Linked DNA regions of Gasterosteus aculeatus: region 1 is linked to region 2. Evidence: chromatin contacts called from public Hi-C data. All regions are on one chromosome and are shown on one strand. Each heading gives the region's core, a stretch centred on a gene start, on an enhancer-like site or on the middle of the called end of the contact. The rest is flanking DNA. Distances are from core to core; before and after follow the strand shown.

What was found. Hi-C and Micro-C count contacts between places; a contact is called where the count stands out from the background.
Region 1: a Hi-C map of skeletal muscle shows a contact between it and region 2, with 6 times the contacts expected there. The contact joins two enhancer-like sites. A contact is called at or near these places in 3 of 6 Hi-C or Micro-C datasets (liver and skeletal muscle).

What each region holds. Positions count from the first base shown.
Region 1 is chr10:3,651,779-3,654,729 of fGasAcu3.hap1.1, reverse strand. The region is part of intron 2 of macf1a (microtubule actin crosslinking factor 1a); the gene reads left to right. Among protein-coding and RNA genes, the nearest start is that of macf1a, 14 kb to the left of the region's middle. Within about 2 kb of position 1,584, at least 8 of the 9 cell types and tissues checked have open chromatin away from gene starts, as enhancers often do.
Region 2 is chr10:3,587,920-3,590,861 of fGasAcu3.hap1.1, reverse strand. macf1a (microtubule actin crosslinking factor 1a) reads left to right here. Exons shown (of 109, transcript XM_078080751.1): 17 at 283-411; 18 at 501-578; 19 at 1,385-1,546; 20 at 1,713-1,817; 21 at 2,380-2,475; 22 at 2,592-2,717. Among protein-coding and RNA genes, the nearest start is that of bmp8a, 78 kb to the right of the region's middle. Within about 2 kb of position 1,406, at least 3 of the 9 cell types and tissues checked have open chromatin away from gene starts, as enhancers often do.

The sequences.
Region 1 (2,951 bases), core at 335-2,834, 64 kb before region 2:
TGGCACTTTGCATATGAAGGTTAGTTGAACGGATATGGTTTATTTGGTTAATTTCTGCTAACCGTAGACTGTTGTTAACATTGTTTTGGCCAATCTACATTGCAAAGTAATTTCCCAAACATTTTGGAAGCAAATAGTTTACTTTTTAACCACACTGCATTCATTTGACAGCTTTAGTTAGTGTTGCATTGCACAGTATTCATATGAAAAATAAATAAAAACAAATAAATGCCAACATTTTGTTGCAGTGCAAGCAGTATCATTTGATTTTGATAGTAGAATTGTGCAAACTGTACTCAAGGAAATGGATCCAAACCATGTGTTGTGTTTCTGCCCTGATTTGTTTGCCTGCTTGTACGTTACCAGCTGTGTACTAATGTTATTGCCTGTATTATTGTCACAGCCGCCAATAATTATATAAAGAAAACGTATTGGCAGGAGATCCGCCATATTGGATTCTCCGTCTCATCAACGGTTCTCCGACAAATAGCTCATACAATCATTTAAAGTATTTCTCTTTAATTTAAAGTTTCAATTCTTCGTCTGCAACAGATGTCTAATAACAGCCGACAGAAAGACCAAACACCGAGTCACCTTCTTACTTTTAACAGAGAATTGATTCAGGAGGCCAACGCGAACCGCCATTCCCGCCGGTGTAACATAACGGAATTGACCCGCTCTTCATAATATAACCAATAATACGACACGTGGTGGGTGTGAATTGGTTTTATACGGTGCAGTTTAACGTTAATTGAATGATCATTTCAATCGGCCTGCCGACCGCCGAGCCGTGGTGACCATCTGGGGGCGCTCCAGCTCCATTTCCCCGGCAGCCTGTAAGCTAGCTGCCGCTACTTCACCGCCGGCTCCGGGGATTCCTGTGGCGGAGGTTCCTGGCGCGGCCGACAGAGAGAGATGGAAGACCGCCACTGCGGGGGAAAAGCCCGAGGAACCTGAGCAGACGCGAGACCGGGAGGGAGGGAGACGGAGGGAGAAACGAAGACGCGCACATTCGCACCGAGGCGGAGACCGCAAAGCCTGGGATAGAAGCGGCCATTACGGCGGGGAAGCACGCTGGAGCTCAGGCGGCTCGCCTCGGATCCGCAGGACGCCGACACAGCCCGGGATAGCGAGCCAGGGGAGCTCCGCTCATTTTGGGGACGGAAACGGACACACTGCCCCCCCCCTCTCCTCTAGGGACTCTCAGCTGGGGTGTGAGGGATTTACTCCTTCACACACACACAGGAGGAGCACAGCGCAGCAGTCACCGGGTGGACGCCGATATTAAAGGAGGGACTGGTCGGAGAAGCCCCGCCGGGTGATGCCGCTGTGTGTCCCGCACGCCGCGGCAATGGATAGAGCCTTTATGTAACCTTCATCCAAACACATTCCCACGTCGCCAGACTCCTGGCTTTTGTTGTCCTTTTGTATTGTCTTAAGTCCCCCCCCCCCGCAAGGATTATCTAAGCTCGGAAGTGAGGTACGAGGCTCTTTCTGTGCGTCAATGCATCGGATTCGTTAGTCCCTCGCAAGGTGGTGTTGTGTGGGACGCAGAGCGGAAGGAGCCGGAGTCACTGCGGTAGTCTGCAGGCCGACCCCCCCCCTCCACTCCACTGCCTGCCCGGCTCGCACATCCACCATGGCCGGGTTCACACCGGGGCTCTTGCCGACGAACCGGTCCCAGGAGAAGGAGTTCGCCCAGGCGTACGAGGACGTGTTGGAGCGATATAAAGGTAAAGGTGACACTTAAAAAAAAACAAAACATGTGCCTCATCTTCGTAAAAATGCATCCAGATTAAAATGTTACAGCCAATATAATGGTTTCACCGCTAAGCCCCAAATAAACAACTAATTTAAGTCCACGCTTAACTTATACTGTGTTCATAATGTCGCTCTGGGAACATTACAGGAATGCTGAGAGAATATGAAAATACTTTGGCTAAAAAGCCTTGAGGCGTGTGTCTGGAAGTTGATCTTCTGGCCGAAGCTTGTCTGCCGCTTTCATGACCTGGAGGGTTTCTCTGTTTGCATAAACCGAACAGAACAGGGCTCCGATCTGCATCTCCCGCTGATGTCTCCTCCACCCAACGCTTGTTTTGCCCTGTGTCCGCTGTTTGCCCTGTAAACAGGACGCTGACGTGTGTGTGTGTGTGTGTGTGTGTGTGTGTGTGTGTGTGTGTGTGTGTGTGTGTGTGTGTGTGTGTGTGTGTGTGTGTGTGTGTGTGAGATAATGGGGCCTCAGGCAGCCTCACTGATGTGATGTTGCTTTAAATGATTTATCATTATAATAAAGTCCTCCTTGAGGATCGTTTGTGTTATCGGCAAAGGTTCACATGATCTGCAGTTCTTCAGTCCCGACAATAAAGTATCCGTAAGACACGTGTAGGACCACAGAAGAAGAAGCAGTTTTCCGTGACAGCTTGTTATATCTTTGTTATGGGGACACGCTGCTGCTTTTTGGCCCTAAAATGAGGCTTCTGTTGAAGGGAAGTGAAAAAACGTGGCAAGATCTGGAACACATCTGGGCCAAACTATGCAGACTTCTTATCTGTATGTCCAGCGCAACGCATCTCTCGAGGGTCTTTGGCTCAAATAGTTTTTTCCTGCAGCAGGTGTGTTGCATGGCAGGGCATAAATGTTAACGTATCAGCTGTTAAACAGACCAGGTCTGTTTTATTGGCACACAGCGAGATGCATTTGATGTTTCTAATGATTAAGTGGTAAATGGGTCAGGGTTCCTCTGCAGGTAGTAGGACTTTTGGTCTTTTTTTGGCCTTTTGGACCCCTCAACACAGAACTGATCTTAGGTCAGTGATCGGAGTCCAGCGTTGTTGACATTACAATCAGTACTGGAGTTTGTAGGTCTGTAGATGTGTGGGTTTACTGCAGTCGGGAGGAGACCGTGAGCGACCCGACCCAGTAAACCAACCCTAAGCCCTGTCTGTTCCAGT
Region 2 (2,942 bases), core at 157-2,656:
TGAAATGTTAACAGTTAGTTAGTCTATTATTCTATAAAAAGGGGAAAAAAAGCAGCAAATTCTCACATTTTCACCACCTTTTTCCAAAAAAATGTAATGTCTTACTCAAAAAAGCAGTAATCATTTTTTGTAAAGCATTATTATTTAATTATCCTATAATATAAAGTATGTAACTGCAAGAGATTAAAAAAACAAAACATGAATATTACCATGACAACATAAACGCTGTAAACATTCCAGTGGGATTAAAGAAGAAATATTTTTCTGCTCTCTGGAATCCAGGACCTTTTGGAGCGTGCCGAGTGGGGCGCCGACCTCCCCTCCGTAGAAAACAACCTCCAGGAGCACAACGCCGTACACGGCGCAGTGGAAGAGCTCATGAGCAGCCTGCAGGAGGCTCGGGCCTACGAGGTGCGCACACATCCTGCATGCACCAACACGGAGGTCTTTGGGCCCAGAGCCACGGGTTTGTGACGATGCTCTACTGTCCTCTGTTCCAGGCTAAAGTGTCCCCCAACTTCAAGAGCAGTTACTGTGAAACCCTGGCCAAGCTGGAGCACCAATACTGCAAACTACTGGTCAGTCTCTGAGCAAGAACCGTGTGTAAACTGTGTGTTTTAGTGGAAACACTTATTTGTCTCCCAGTTCATCCCCTTTAATCCCTTTATACCATGACGGGACTCTTCTGCCTCGTATGCTCTCTTTTTGCTCCTCTCCCCAAAGCCGCGCCCCTCCCCCCAAAGCCGCGCCCCTCCCCCAGTTTCCTTTGGTTTCTTTGTCCCTTCTTGCCTCCTAATATATTTCTGGTATTTTTGGTGAACCTCATTTGAGGTTTTACAGTTTTGTGTGCATGTGCGTATATCTGGATGCAAGTGCAAGTTAATATAATAATATACTAATTATACTATAATAAGAGTAGATGTATTGGTGATTAGCGAGACCATGAAACAATCTATGAATCATCCGGGAATTCACAAAATAACATTTTATGGAATAATGGGTTTTAATTAATATCGTTGTTATGAAAACACATGTGAAAATGATTTTAAAAAGGCCACAGCTCCTTTCTGTATCATACAAGTTTTTAAAGAGGGATTTATTCAGATATCATTTGGAGCCTGATTCATCCAAAAAACATGGATACATTATACATTTGAATTGCCCTCCTGAGTAATTGAGTGATCCATATACTCTCTGTGCTAAACTTTGACTAATATGTCGCCACGTTTCTCGTTGTCACGGTGATCTTTTCTATAATCCCTGCGAGCACGCCAAAACCACCTAACCAACAACCAGAGGGCAGAGGATGTTCTTAAAAAATGTTTTTATTCCTCTGCACTGCTGATCAGCGTGAGGATGATGTTTGTTTGTGTGGTTGCCATAGGAACATTCGTCGTGGCGCCTGCGGAGCTTGGAGAGCTTACACGCGTTTGTGGCGCACTGCACCGAGGAGCTGATCTGGCTCAACGAGAGGGAGGAGGAGGAGATCGCCTTCGACTGGAGCGACAACAACCCCGGCATGAACGCCAAGAGAGAGTTATACAGCGTGAGTGGGGGAGGCGCTCACACACAAGCATGCATACACAAAACATATGTTTTTTACACACACGGGTTGCGTTGACATGCACACAAGACAGGCTGGTGGCGTACAATAAAAAATGAGAAACCTGTAATCTAGTGTAACCACCCGTCTTTTCCTGTTCTGTTTGCAGGAAATGAGGTTAGAGCTGGATGAGAAACGAGATGTGATGCGGTCGCTGCAGGAAACGGCCAACCGGCTGTGTCAGGAGAACCATCCAGCCAAACAGACTGTGGAGGTGACTTTATTCTCTGAGACCGGATGACCTTTCAAGATGCTGCCTTTTGTTGGAGCACTTCAACCTGAAATACCCGGCTGTGTTTTGTTTCGTTGCATTCTTTAAATAAAAACTTTTCTATAAAAGTAAGTTTAAATAACTTCCTTTAATAAGTCAATAATATACTGTGGAGCCAAAACAAACACTCATGCCTTTAAGGTGCTTGATTAGGGAGCATATAAAGCATATAAATTACCTCTCAACATGGCGACGGAGCTTGCAGCTTACCGCATATTATGTAAATAAATGGTTAAATACTGAACTAGAATGTATATTCTTTTAATATACTATATATTATTTGTCATTGTGATGACTGGGAGTTGCCCTTCATGCTCCATGTTCCACTTTGCTTGTTCTCTGCCACCGCGGATCACTGCACAGTTGTAAAAAGAACCCAGTGCCAGACGCTGCCTGCCGACTCTGAATGTGTGGCAATCGACATCCCCGTTGATGCGTCGCAGCGACCCTTTTGAAGCTCCCTGTAGCTGCAGCGTGACCCCCCCCCCTCTCTGTGTGCTTTCAGGCGTACAGCGCAGCCCTGCAGACCCAGTGGCAGTGGGTGAACCAGCTGTGCATGTGTGTGGAGCAGCATCTCAAAGACAACACGGCGTACTTCCAGGTGAGGTGACAACTCACTCCTTGTTATCAGACCTGCGCACCAAATCACTCCTCTTCACCGTCCTCCACTGGCCCCCTCAGAGGCATAACGTCAAATATTCTTGTCTCCCGTGTCAGTTCATGGGCGATGCTCGGGACTGCGAGTCGTACCTGCGCCAGCTCCAGGAAACCATCAAGAGACAGTACACCTGTGACAGGAACAGCAGACTGAGCAAACTGGAGGACCTGCTGCAGGACTCGATGGTATCTGCCCCCCTTGACCAAATTCCAAGTAGAAATAATGAGCTTCCTCAATAGCGATGGTGCCCTTGAGCAAAGCACACAACTGTCAAATGTGTCAATGATGCAGTATCAGTTGATTGAAGTCTTTTATTCAGGACACTCAATCTGGGAAAGCACTTTCTTCTCATTATAAAAGGTTGGCAATCGCAAAGTTACCCTTTTGTCTCAGCTTTGAGTTCAAAGATA